Linked DNA regions of Mus musculus: regions 1 and 2 are each linked to region 3. Evidence: chromatin contacts called from public HiChIP or PLAC-seq data. All regions are on one chromosome and are shown on one strand. The core of a region is the stretch at or near the end of the contact, and the rest is flanking DNA. Distances in the headings are between cores, read along the strand shown.

The links. HiChIP or PLAC-seq counts read pairs in DNA pulled down with a chosen protein or histone mark.
Region 1: an H3K27ac HiChIP or PLAC-seq map of embryonic fibroblasts shows a contact between it and region 3, with 12 read pairs. The contact joins the enhancer-like site here to the promoter of Srebf1 in region 3. A contact is called at or near these places in 8 of 39 promoter capture datasets (the 3T3-L1 cell line, 3T3-L1-derived adipocytes, the HPC-7 cell line and 4 more), 3 of 15 datasets of contacts at CTCF or cohesin (CD8 T cells, the NIH/3T3 cell line and pro-B cells), 7 of 484 Hi-C or Micro-C datasets (the NIH/3T3 cell line, cortical neurons, double positive thymocytes and 4 more), 19 of 115 datasets of contacts at active chromatin or transcription factors (the 230-238 cell line, CD8 T cells, the HPC-7 cell line and 14 more) and 3 of 9 other capture datasets (adipose tissue, liver and pancreatic islet).
Region 2: an H3K27ac HiChIP or PLAC-seq map of embryonic stem cells shows a contact between it and region 3, with 6 read pairs. The contact joins the enhancer-like site here to the promoter of Srebf1 in region 3. A contact is called at or near these places in 2 of 484 Hi-C or Micro-C datasets (both in embryonic stem cells), 5 of 115 datasets of contacts at active chromatin or transcription factors (the SCID.adh cell line, double positive thymocytes, embryonic stem cells and 2 more) and 3 of 9 other capture datasets (adipose tissue, liver and pancreatic islet).

Annotation. Positions count from the first base shown.
Region 1 is chr11:60,272,152-60,275,766 of GRCm38.p6, forward strand. Tom1l2 (target of myb1-like 2 (chicken)) reads right to left here. Exons shown (of 15, transcript NM_153080.3): 3 at 2,773-2,851. Among named protein-coding and RNA genes, the nearest start is that of Gm38501, 15 kb to the left of the region's middle. Within about 2 kb of position 1,395, at least 78 of the 459 cell types and tissues checked have an H3K27ac peak or open chromatin away from gene starts, as enhancers often do. A contact at or near this core is called in double positive thymocytes, embryonic fibroblasts, neural progenitor cells and 3 more, where this site is marked.
Region 2 is chr11:60,158,833-60,162,859 of GRCm38.p6, forward strand. All of the region lies in intron 2 of Rai1 (retinoic acid induced 1), which reads left to right. Among named protein-coding and RNA genes, the nearest start is that of Mir6921, 40 kb to the right of the region's middle. Within about 2 kb of position 2,394, at least 28 of the 459 cell types and tissues checked have an H3K27ac peak or open chromatin away from gene starts, as enhancers often do. A contact at or near this core is called in double positive thymocytes, embryonic stem cells and pancreatic islet, where this site is marked.
Region 3 is chr11:60,219,143-60,223,016 of GRCm38.p6, forward strand. It overlaps Srebf1 (sterol regulatory element binding transcription factor 1), which reads right to left and starts at 1,485. Exons shown (of 19, transcript NM_011480.4): 1 at 1,311-1,485. The coding sequence starts at 1,401.

The DNA of each region.
Region 1 (3,615 bases), core at 145-2,644, 53 kb after region 3:
AGTGTTGTAAACATTGTCTTTGGGGACTCTGCGTAACTGCAGTATATTTTGAAAGGGGTTTATTTACTTTTATTCCGTGTGTCTGGGTATTCTGCCTGCACGTGTGCCTGTGCACCAAGTGTGTACAGTGCTTGTGAAGGCCAGAAGGAGGCACTGGATTCTCTGCAATTGTGCTGGGAACCAAATCCAGGTCCTCTCCAAGAGCAGCCAGTGCTCTTAACTACTGAGCCATCTCTCCAGGTCCATAATCATAAATTTTATTCAGCTAAGGGGAATTTTCCTTCTATTTATTTATTTTTAAAGATTTATTTATTATTATATCTAAGTACACTGTAGCTGTCTTCAGATGCACCAGAAGAGGACTCAGGACCTTCGGAAGAGCAGTCGGTGCTCTTAACCGCTGAGCCATCTCTCCAGCCCTATTTATTTATTCTTAAGAATTATTTAATTTGGGGCTAGAGAGATGGCTCAGCGGTTAAAAGCACTGGCTGTTCCTTTTAAAGTCCCGGGTTCAATTCCCAGCAACCACATGGTGGCTCACAACCATCTGTAATGAGATCTGATGCCCTCTTCTGGGGTATCAGAAGATAGCTACAGTGTACTTACATACATTAAATAAATAAAAATATTTTTTTAAAAAATTATTTAATTTATGTATATGAGTTATTTAAGAACTATTTAATTGATGTATATGAGTTATTTGAGAATTATTTAATTGATGTATATGGGAATTGAACTCAGGACCCGGGAAGAACAGTGCTCTAACCACTGAATCATCTCCAGCCCAGAGAACTCCCTTTTTTAAATCTCTGTATCTGATTCTGGGTGACCCTGAGATAAAAGTTCTCACTCTCAGGGACCCACGATGCTTCCAAGAGGAACCAGAGACGTTCTTTCTGTTCTCAGCATGTTGCAGGTACCCTTTCCTCTAGGATTCTCTACTTACTCTCTAGACTCTGACGATTGCTGCTGAGCTGCTGAGCCCTTCTTTCCTGAGGGTCAGGTGAGGCTCAGCATGGTAGGAGGCTCAGGAAGCCTGAGTGAAAATAACTAAAAACAGGGGAGTAGACTGGGGTCAACCCCCGGCTCTGCTTCTATTTCTAGGGAGACCATGGACAGGATGCTATTCTTTCCTTCAGTTTTCCTGCACAGCAGACTTTAAGGTCAGTGTGTCACATCCTGGCCTTGGAAAATACCCAGTGCATATGTGCGTGCAGCAGCCCAAAGCTTCTGTATGTAGGAGGCACAGGAAGTCTTCTCTATCAAAGCCACTTTAGGCCGCCCTTTCAAAAAGGATCTTGGCAAACCTGACTTTGTGGGTTTTAGGGAATGCAGCACAGTGGCAACTTTCTGAGATTCAGCCAAAACCCATGGAATAAACAAAGGGGGCCTCTAGGCAACGAGAAGCAGATGTTAGGAACACACATGTGAAGGCACAGGCAGAGAGGCCCTCAGGACCTCTAGCTCCACTGGATAAATACTAACAGCCTAGGCAGGGACAGATGTGCAGCTGGGAAAGGCCACCAGGAAGGAACAGGGCTGACAGAAACTAATAAGTGAGGTCATCGTGGCAGATCTAGACCATGCCAACTGTGCCAGGCAGGGAGCTAGCTGCAAGGACAACAGGTCTGCATGTCCACAGGCGTCCCAAGGTTTGCAGAAAAGCCTCAGCCATGGTGAAGATCAAAAGAAGGCTGCCAAGGGATGCTGTAGGGAGGCAGGGAAATGCATGAAGCTGGTATATAGAGGAACAAATGTCAGAGCTGGCTCCCCAGTGATGCAGGTCACTACACTTGAGGATTCACACTTCACCCTGGGCTCTACCAATGTTGAAGTAAAAAAAAAAAAAAAAAAAAAAAGAAAGCTTTCACTTATTTCTCAACTGACTTTTCTCCTCTGCTGTGCAAATCCCAAGCTCCTGAGTTAGAGTGCTCTCCTATTAAGTTTGGACTGTACTGGGGCGGGGGCAGGGAGATCACAGCAGCTCCTCTGCTTTACAGGAAAACATGCTGCGGCATTTTGAGATAAATAACCCACTTTTCCCCACCTGCAGAAGCTGACATGGTGACTTGTTACAGTTTCTATTAAAAAGCCACTGTGGCCCAGATTTTATGGCATCTGAAAAACTGTTAGCTTTTAAGTCAGAAATAGCACCTGAAATACCCTTTTTAGTTCTCAATGTCTTAAGGAAGGGCACAATTCTTATCTATTTGCCCTGAAAGGAGTCATTTGGCTGACTTTTTCAGGAACCTTTGTATTATTTTCATTTTCATCTCAAACAAAAGACCATTCTATGGTGGTATAACACAGCCTGATACTTCCCTAGCTGTGAAGGTAAAACTCCAAGGCCTCTCAGAGCCCGAAAGCAGAGCAATCAGCCAACTTTAGAAGGTGGCTGTAACCATCGCAACATCTGAAAACCTCCATCCTGGGAAGGCACGGGACAGATAAAGGTGAACACCTGTATAAACAGGAAACTGACTCCCAGCATCTCAGATAGGCTGGAAGCAGGCACAAGATCTGTCCTGGCCTCTAGATCTTCCAATCCTGAGCTCCAACCCACTGCTGCGGGGTTCAACAATGTCATCCACATCTTATGTTCTCCTGGTATACACCGACCCATTTAGGGCAGGGGACCCTGGAAGCTGCTGCTGAGCCATGACAGCACAGGCTACATGCTGGTGGCCCATTTGAGTGGGCAGCATGGCTCCCTGGGAGAGTAATTTTTGTGTATAGGTGTCCTAGGCTTCCCCTCCCAGAAACAATACTCACCGTCAGGGCCAACATCACTTCTCTGTAGTTTCGGTTCCCACTAAGCCGCTTCTTTAGAGCCCGGATGGCATCCTTTGGCCTGGCAAAAGGACAGATAAACTATGATCCTCACAAGCTTCATGGGGCACTAGCCCAATGTCAACTAGTGTAGGATCAAGGTTGTTCACTGTAGCACGTCTGTAAATGTGAAAGACTTGGGGGGAGGAGAATGTCTACAAGAGGAAACAGGGATAATTACATCATGACCTTTATGCAGCTGCAAAAAGAGAATAAAAAACTTTTTGTTCATTTTTTATGAACCAAACTCAAAAGACATATGCATAAGAATAAATAGAATCAAGTATAAAAATCACATGATTGTCTCAATAGATGAAAAAAAAAAGTCTTTGACAGAATTCAACATCTTGTCATGAAAAAGCCCTGAATAAATAAGGAATAGAGGGATCATAGTCAACAAAATAAAGGCTGTATATGTGATAAAGCCATACACAATCTTATACTGAGCCAGAAAGGATTTCCTCTAAAGTCAGTTATTGAGACAGAATGCCTCCCCTTTCTGGAGTCACTCAGTATAGTACTTGGATTCTCAAAAAGAAACAAACTAGATACAATGGGAAAGGGAGATGTCAGATTGGTATCTTCAGATGATATGACCTTGCAAATAAAATCCTGGGCCAGCACTCAGGAAGCAGAGGCAGATAGATCTCTATGAGTAAGACATAGGCCATCCTGGTCTACAGAGTGAGTTCTAAGCCAGCCTGGGCTACAGAGAAAGAACCTAAAGACTGCCAGAAAACCCTTAGATCTGATAGTACTTTAGCAAAGTATCAGACTACCAAATCA
Region 2 (4,027 bases), core at 1,144-3,643, 59 kb before region 3:
GAGGGTCTCTAGCCCAGAGAGGAGCTTTAGTTGGGGTGAACACACTGTACCTCTAAGGGTTTCTAGAAGACATAGTGATGGCTCATGGACCCACCCATATCACCAAGTCCAGGCTGGGTGCCTGTCTCTTATATGGAAACTGGCTAGTAATCTTCCTGGAGTTAGAGGACCTGTTCCCAGCCCTGAGAGTGGCAGCAGGGGGTAGCTACTGTGTACTACCCCCTACTCTAGGCAGAGCAGAGCCTGGTTGGTAGAGGAGTGTCTTAGCACACCAAGAGCTGCATACAGAACTGAGGAACCAATAAGTGGACACAGTCCAGAGGCACTGGGTGTAAGGAAGACTTCCTGAAGATGGCACTGCTCTAAGAAGTTTGGGGAGTTTAAATGTTTTTTAAATGGTTCTGGGGATGGAACCCAGGTCCTGTATGTGTTAGGGAAGGAAGGTTGCCATATGAAAAGAAACAACATATGCAAACATGATGTACATGGAGCGGTGATGGTGGGTCACCCTTAAGTGCTGAGTATGAGCTGAGGGAATGACACCCCAGGGGCCTCTGCCTTCCTCTACTGTTAGGTACCCAGTGACAAAGACACCTCCAGGCTAGGGCTTTTAGTTCTTGACCAGAAGATGTCAACCAGACTAGGATGTATATCACAGCAGCCTCCAGTGCCTGTCAGGCCGTCCCTTTAATTTACTGCACCCAACTCCCAAGATTCCTGTTGAGAAAGAGGCTGGATACAGAGCAGAGTCTGCATGTCAGCAGAGTTGATCTTCTTGCCAGCTGCCCAGCTGCCTCCAGGGACAGCCTTCCAAGTGCTGGGTTAAAGGAGCGCACCACCTCACCTGGCCTTACCTCAGGTTTTGAGACATGTTCTCTCTGGGAACCAGGCTCTCCTCATTGGGTAGGGCCAGCACTGTGTCTCCACCTCTTCAGTCCTAGCTAGGACTGACTATAAACTCTCCTGGCTCCTCTTGTGGATGCTGGAGATTTAACTCTGGTCTTCGTGCTTTCACAACTTTGCTGACTGAACGACCTCCCCAGACCCCATCTCAGGTTGGAATAAAAATAACCACTTGGAAAATAAAATGACACATTTGAGTCTTCGGCCTCCAGCAGGTCCCTTTACCATATCTTTCCTGGGCTCTGGGTCCAGATTTAAGTTGGAGATACTCTTGAACACTTGGAAATTGGAGAAAAGTTCTTGATCTTCTGCAGAAACATATGCTTGTGCATGTACACAACTTTTCATTTGATTTCGGGTAATCACCACACCCGGGCTGGGTGTTGGAAGGTGGGGAGACCTGTGTGTGGACAGACTGCCGCGCTGATAAGAAGTCTGTGGTTGTACATGTCGTACACTGGCCTCTGTGCATGGCTGGCCCCTGGAGTGTTTTGTACAAAACCATGTGGCATACATCTGGCCATCATCTTCCCTTCTCCTTTTTTATAACAGCTCAGGCTGTGACACTGATGAAGTTATGAGAATTATGTGTACACCAGTGAAGAACAGTCCTACAAATTGTGCCATTCACCCTGTCCATTAGGCTCAAAAGGACTGTCCCCATCTTGCTGAGGACCAAGGGAACCTGGGGCAGATTGCTCTGGACTGAGATGCAGGGCCAGGTGCTGCCTGTTTTTTCAGGTGGGGACAGTTGGAGGAGTGTGGGTCATGGCCTAGGCTAGCTCTGCCTTGTCAGGCACAGAGAAGGCTCAGTCTAGGTGGGAACTGTTCCCACCTGTACAGGCAGGTGTGAAGGGTGTGAGAGCACCTGAAGCCAGCATAGCACTGGGTGTCTGCCAGCAAAGCAGCCTGGCTACAGTGCCTCAGCCTTGACCTATCCGCTGCTGTCAGGAAGTGCAGGGCCTGCCCATGCTCCTCTCATCTGTAACCCCTTGGTCTCTGAGGCTTTTCCAGGCAGTGGGACTTCAAGCAGAGTCCTTTTGCAGCAGACTCCCTGGCCAACATGAAGATGTCTCCAGCAGCAGCCTCTGCCACTTGTAGCTAAGCAGGGGAAGTTGGACTTGCAAGTTGGCTCCATGGAGCCTGTAATCAGCCCTGCAAGGCCCCTGCTGTGGGCACCCTTAAGTGCTGCTTCCGGAGCCTACTTGAGATACACCTGCTTGTGCTCAGAAGAGAGGCAACAATCCACCAAAACAACCCCAGGTGCCGGCAGGAGGGGTCAGGACTCAGATTCCCTTCTCATGGTCCAACATTGTGTGAGGTCTGGTGCAAGCTTCCTCAAGTTTTAGTGTCCTTGGAGGTGCATGGCCCCAGGGCTTTCCCTCCCAGGGCCTCTGATGGATGCCATCGTTGGGAGAGGAATGAGCTCCTGACTCCTTCCTAAGCCTCCTCCTTCACTGTGCCCTCATCTCTTTCTTTCCAGAGACATTATAAATCAAACGGCTTAGAACGTAAGGCATCAAAAATTCTGAAACCTTCATCTATTATTAACGCTGACAGTAAATTCCCCCTTCGAGCATTTTACATAGCAACTGTTACCAAGACTCACGGGTAGAGCTGCACTCAACCACCAAATCCTGGAGGCTCCGGGCGGATGGCTGGGCCAGCCAGTTTCTGGGCCATACTTGTTGGCCACCTGAGCACCTGCTAGCCTCTCCAGCTGCTGGTGGGGAAGGAAGGATCTCTTAGCTAAGGAAACAGCTGATGTCCTGCTGAAAGAGGGTCCCAGCTGCTTTTGCTGATCTCTGCTGCAAGATCCTCACAGACCCCAGCTCCAGGCCAGAGAAAAGGCCCCTGAGGCTTTCTGAGGCCATGCCTGGGGGTAGGGATAGGGTCTGAGAGGGAAGACAGGAAAAGGCTTCAGAGATGCTAAGGGTTGTGCAGATGTTGTTTACAGACTCACCCACCTGTCAGCCAGACTTTCCTGAGTGACTGTTTGTCTGCAGGCGGTATCTAAGCACCAGGGATTTAAAACAAAGACAAAAGGCCTAGTCCCTGTCGAATCTGGTTTGGTAGGAGACAGTGGTGTCAAGCTCTAATTGCAGTGGAGTACAAGAATCAATGTGTGTACCAGGAACCCACTCAGGGAAGAGGGACAGGCAGAAAAGGATGGGGTGGAGAGTGGCTGCCCAGGGTTTGAAAGGATGAATAGGATCTGTGGGTTTTCAACATAACTGGCATATGCTCAGGTTCCGCAGCAAGCATTAGCCCAACATTTGTTGCAGATGGATCTATTGAAGAAGGAGCTAGAAGAGAAAGCAGGAGAGGCTGTTAGAACTTAGAATGTAAAGCAGTGGTGTTTGTTAGGTAGCCCTGGGAGCTGTGGGAGGGGAGCTGCCGGGACATTGTACTTGCTTGTTACTTTCATTGCACAGATGAGGAGAGAAGGGTCTGCAAAAGCTTAGGCAGGCCCTTGCTACATGCCCAGCCCGTGTTGGGTAGAGCAGTGCAGCCTTGGTTTAGTTCTGATAAAGGCCTGGACCATGTGGGTCTTTCCTGGAGCAGAATGACCAACCAAGGAGGACCTGTCAGAAACCAGGACAGGGGCTTGGGAAATAGCACGGAGTAAAGTGCTTACCATGACAAGCTGGCAAGGTGGTGGAAACGTGTGATCTCAGTGCTGAGGAGGTAGAGACATTTGGATCCCCAGAGTGCTCTGTTCAGGCAGCCTAGCCGAATCAGTGAGCTGAGTTCAGTCTCAAAACTTTAGGTTGAGAGTAATTGAGACAGATGTCTGACACCAACCTCTGGCCTCTACATACAATCCCCCCCTACCCCCCAGCAGAACCAAACCAAACCAAAACAAAAAACAGGACCTCCATGAAGCTATGGGGTCAGTGTTATATAGTAACAAATAAAATAGGTGGTAACTGCAGAGATTTTAGCAAATGGAAATCCTAGGAAAATGGGCTTGCTGGTGGCCTTCCCTCTCATCTAATGCCAGGTCACACTGGGTCATGGCCAGGATGGGGCAAGATGTTTGTTTTAAGACAGGAATGGTATTCTGAGTAACACAGCTTTTGGCAAACTGTACTCTTGGGGGGTGGGGGGGGGGTACACAGGG
Region 3 (3,874 bases), core at 235-2,734:
AAGTGTAGGCTATCCATGTTGGGATGGATGGACACCCAAACACCAAGAGGGAACTTCTAACAACTCAACACTGTACTCTCCTCCTCCCATCCCTCCTCTCACTGTTCCTAACCATGCCTGGATCTCAGGTCAGCCAAGATATCTCTAAACTTTCATTCCTCTTAAGTGTCTAGCAGTTTTTGTTCTCCGCCCCCCCCCCCCCAGACAGGGTTTCTCTGTGTAGCCCTGGCTGGCCTCGAACTCAGAGGTCCACCTGCCTCTACCTCCTAAGTGCTAGGATTAAAGGCATGTGCCACCACTGCCCGGCAGGTGACTAGCAGTAACTCCAAGCTTTGATGGCACATTTAGGTCTCTGATGAGGACGTAGGCACAGCAGTCCAAGGCTGTGTTGGATATAAAAAACAGCTTAGGTGTCTATCAACAGAGCATCAGGGGGCACAATCTACTGTAATCCCACAGGCCCCATTGTAGTTGTAGACACACAGTCATGATTATCTGGGGTGGAGGAGGATGTGGAGCAGCCTTAAACGAGCAAGAGAAATATAATGTTTTGAAACTGCTAACAGCCACCAGAGATCGTTGAACAGTCCACCTAACATGGATACATATCTTATAGTAACAATGACTTGCTGGGGTTTTTTTCTTCTCCAGATCCGCCGCCACTCCTTCCCTCCGCCCAATTGGTAGTTGTTGTTGACATGGGAGATGAATCATACTGAGCGAGTTCAAGTGATGTTTTAAAGGATCTAAGTGGCCTGGGGTGTGGCTCAGCGCAGAAAGCCTGTTAATATGTTCTAGAATCCGAGTTACTGCCCCAGAATCACAAAATTTGAAAAATATTCTAGAGAGCACCTTCTCTCTTCTATCAGATTTCCAATTCCTCAAACTCAGGTCCCGCCTAAAGGGCCTTTGCCTCCCCCTCCGCCTAAAAAGTATCTTTCCTTTCCGGTGAGGGGGCTGCTCCTTAGCTCTAGTGCACTCAAAGAGACCTCCCTGACCTCAATCCAAAGTAGCCAGATGCTTGCAAGCCAAGGTAAATGCAAATATCGGTTCGTGGACTTTCTTGGGAATTTTGGTGAACTCAAGAAATGAGAAACCCCGGGTCGGCCTGTGAACTGTACACAGGACCAGGCTTGAAGTTGAGTGGATACTCAGCGTGTCCAGAAACCTAGCCCACTGCGGTCCGGAAAGCTCAACCCTAGATCTCAGGCGCCAGATCGCGCAGTGCGCACGCGCCAAAGTTCCCGGCCAAGCGCCCTCGCCGGACGTGCGACCCTGCACAGGCCGCGCCGGAGCCCCGGGACACGCACCTTCGATGTCGTTCAAAACCGCTGTGTCCAGTTCGCACATCTCGGCCAGTGTCTGTTCCAGAGCCGCCTCACCGAAGGCCAGCTCGTCCATGGCGCCGGCGCCCACCCGGCTTCGGACTAGGCCCACGTTAAGGAAAAGTTCCCCGGAAACTGGGTTCCGCGGGCGGAGCCACCTGAGCGGAGGGGCGGGGTTTCCCATCAAGCCCCGCCCACCAGCCTGCATCCTGACAGCTCGCCTAGCGGGTTGAGACTGCCTGCCCGAGCCTGGTTTCTAGCAATCTCCTGCGGGTGCACAGGCACTGGGCCTTGGCTTCTTCTGTATCAGGCCAAGGGAGGGACCGAATGGAAGCCACAGGACTAGACCCAGCCCAGACATCGTTAGATTAAAGGGCCAGGGATGGGGGGCCCAGCATGAGGGTGGGAGCAGAGAACAGAAAACTCACTTCCTAGTCTTGCTGTTTAGAACCAGACAGTCCTGGGTCCAAAATACAGCAGATACAGGCCTGCAGTGGGGCCCCTCCACTATGTGCCTCTGTTTTCCTCATCTGTAGCCAGGGTCCAATTATCTATGAGCCAGCTGAGAGGTTAGAGAAGCATGGCCCATAAGACCTGTCCACCCTCTCAGCTTAGAAGTCTAGAAGTGGGCCTCCAGAGGAGAAGAGTTCTCAGGCAGAACCTGCAGGAGGAGGGGGTGGCTGGAACTTCTGATCTTGTCTTAATCCTATCAGTCCTACCATTGGAGCAGAGAGGACCTGAAGGGCCAGTGGGCTCGTACTACTCCTATAGAATGACTTGTGTCTCCAAAAGGATCTAGAAAAAGTGTGAATCTCAAAGTCAAGAAGGGATTCTGTGAGCCAGGCATGGTGGCACACTCTGTTAATCCCAGCACTTGGGTGGCAGAAGCAGGTAGGTTTCTGAGTTCGAAGCCAGCATGATCTACAGAGTGAGTTTCAGGACAGCCTGGGCAATACAAAGAAACCTTGTCTCAAGATACCAAAAAGAAAGAAGAGAAGAGAAGAGAAGAGAGAAGAAAAAAGAAAAAAAAGAAAGAATTCTGTAACAGAGGTCCTGAGGACCTGAGCCCAGCTACTGGGTCATATGTGACCTGGGGCCAGGCCAGGTGCCTGAATAAAGACTGAAAAGTGAACCCTGGGCCCTGTGACTTAGGAACAGGTAAAGCAAGGGAGGGAGGAGAGGTTCTTCGGCGTGGATTGAATAGACCATTCTGGCCCACAGGTGATGCAAGTTGGGAGGCAACGGCAGAACCTACGAGTCAACCAGGGAGGGTCAGGGCCCCAGGCCGCCCAGAAGCTGCCTTGCTCAGACTGCAGATACCTCGGCTGCTTTCACCTCCCAACCAATAGAGTTAGTTGGGGCAAGGAGGGAGGGTGTGCCTGGGCTTCACCAGGACACATTTTTGTTCCTTTCTCAGAGGAGCTGCTAGAAAATTACACAGGAGTTGGCAGGGCTATAAAACGCACATGGAGCCCTTGCTTTGGGGTCACCCTGCCATGTCCCACCATCAGAAGACACCCGGTTTTCTGAAAACTCAAATAGCCTGTCCCAGCCAGAAGGACTCAGAGGTCAGCTGAACCAGCACCACACCTGATGTGTAGCTGGGCTCACTGGTTTTCCCCAGTCAACTTACTAGAGCTGTCTCTGCAGGAAAGGGCAAGGTGTTTGGGGACATCACAACAGATCTGCCTTGTTCTGGAACTGTGTAAAGTGTACAGATCCACAAATACACATTTCATGGCTGCAAGAGCTAGGGCTACTGTCCTGTCTCGAAAAGCAAGAAAGAAAAAGAAAGGAAGGAAGACAAGGAAAGAAAAACCAAGCCCAAGGTGGGAGATCAGATCAACACAAATCTCTGCTCCACAGATTGGTTTACTAGGACAGCAGCCAAGGGGCATCTTTACCCTGTGCGGAAAGCTTGGAAAACTAATGTCTAACACCCCAGACCTCCAACCAAAGCTCTCTGGATTGCCTTGCTGGGCTCTTTGACGCTCAGCACACAAGCTGGTCTGGGGAGCCTGGGAAGGGCGGGGTCTCAGCCCGACCGACAGTTACCTGTGTCAGCAGGCTCAGCATTGTGCAGTCTTGGGGCATGCTAGTGACATGCCGAATACTTTTTTTTTTTTTTTTTTTTTTTTGGTATTAACTCGTTCCGATCTTTCCAAAAAGCCTTAGGAAGGCGTCTGTTTCCTTCCCATTCTACAGATGAGACAACTGAGGCCGGAGGCGAAGGGACCTGCCTAGGACTCCTCAGCGCTGCCCAAGGTTGTCTTGCATTGGAGACAGTCGCAGTGCACAGTGCGGGGTGGGCAGCACGGCGACCCCGAACTCCGGGTGCCAGAGGACAGGCCCCGTTCGCGGCGCCGTAGCCAATGGGTGCAAGGCCCCCGAGTGGGGTGACGCGGCGTCAGCGTGCGCTCGCGGTACTCTGGTTTTGGTCACGTGCCCAGCGCCCGTTCGACCCGGGGGCGGGGCAGTATGACCTGAGGGTACGCGCTCTGTCTGGAGGGACTACTCAACTGCAAGCAGGGCTTCTAAAGTGCAGATTT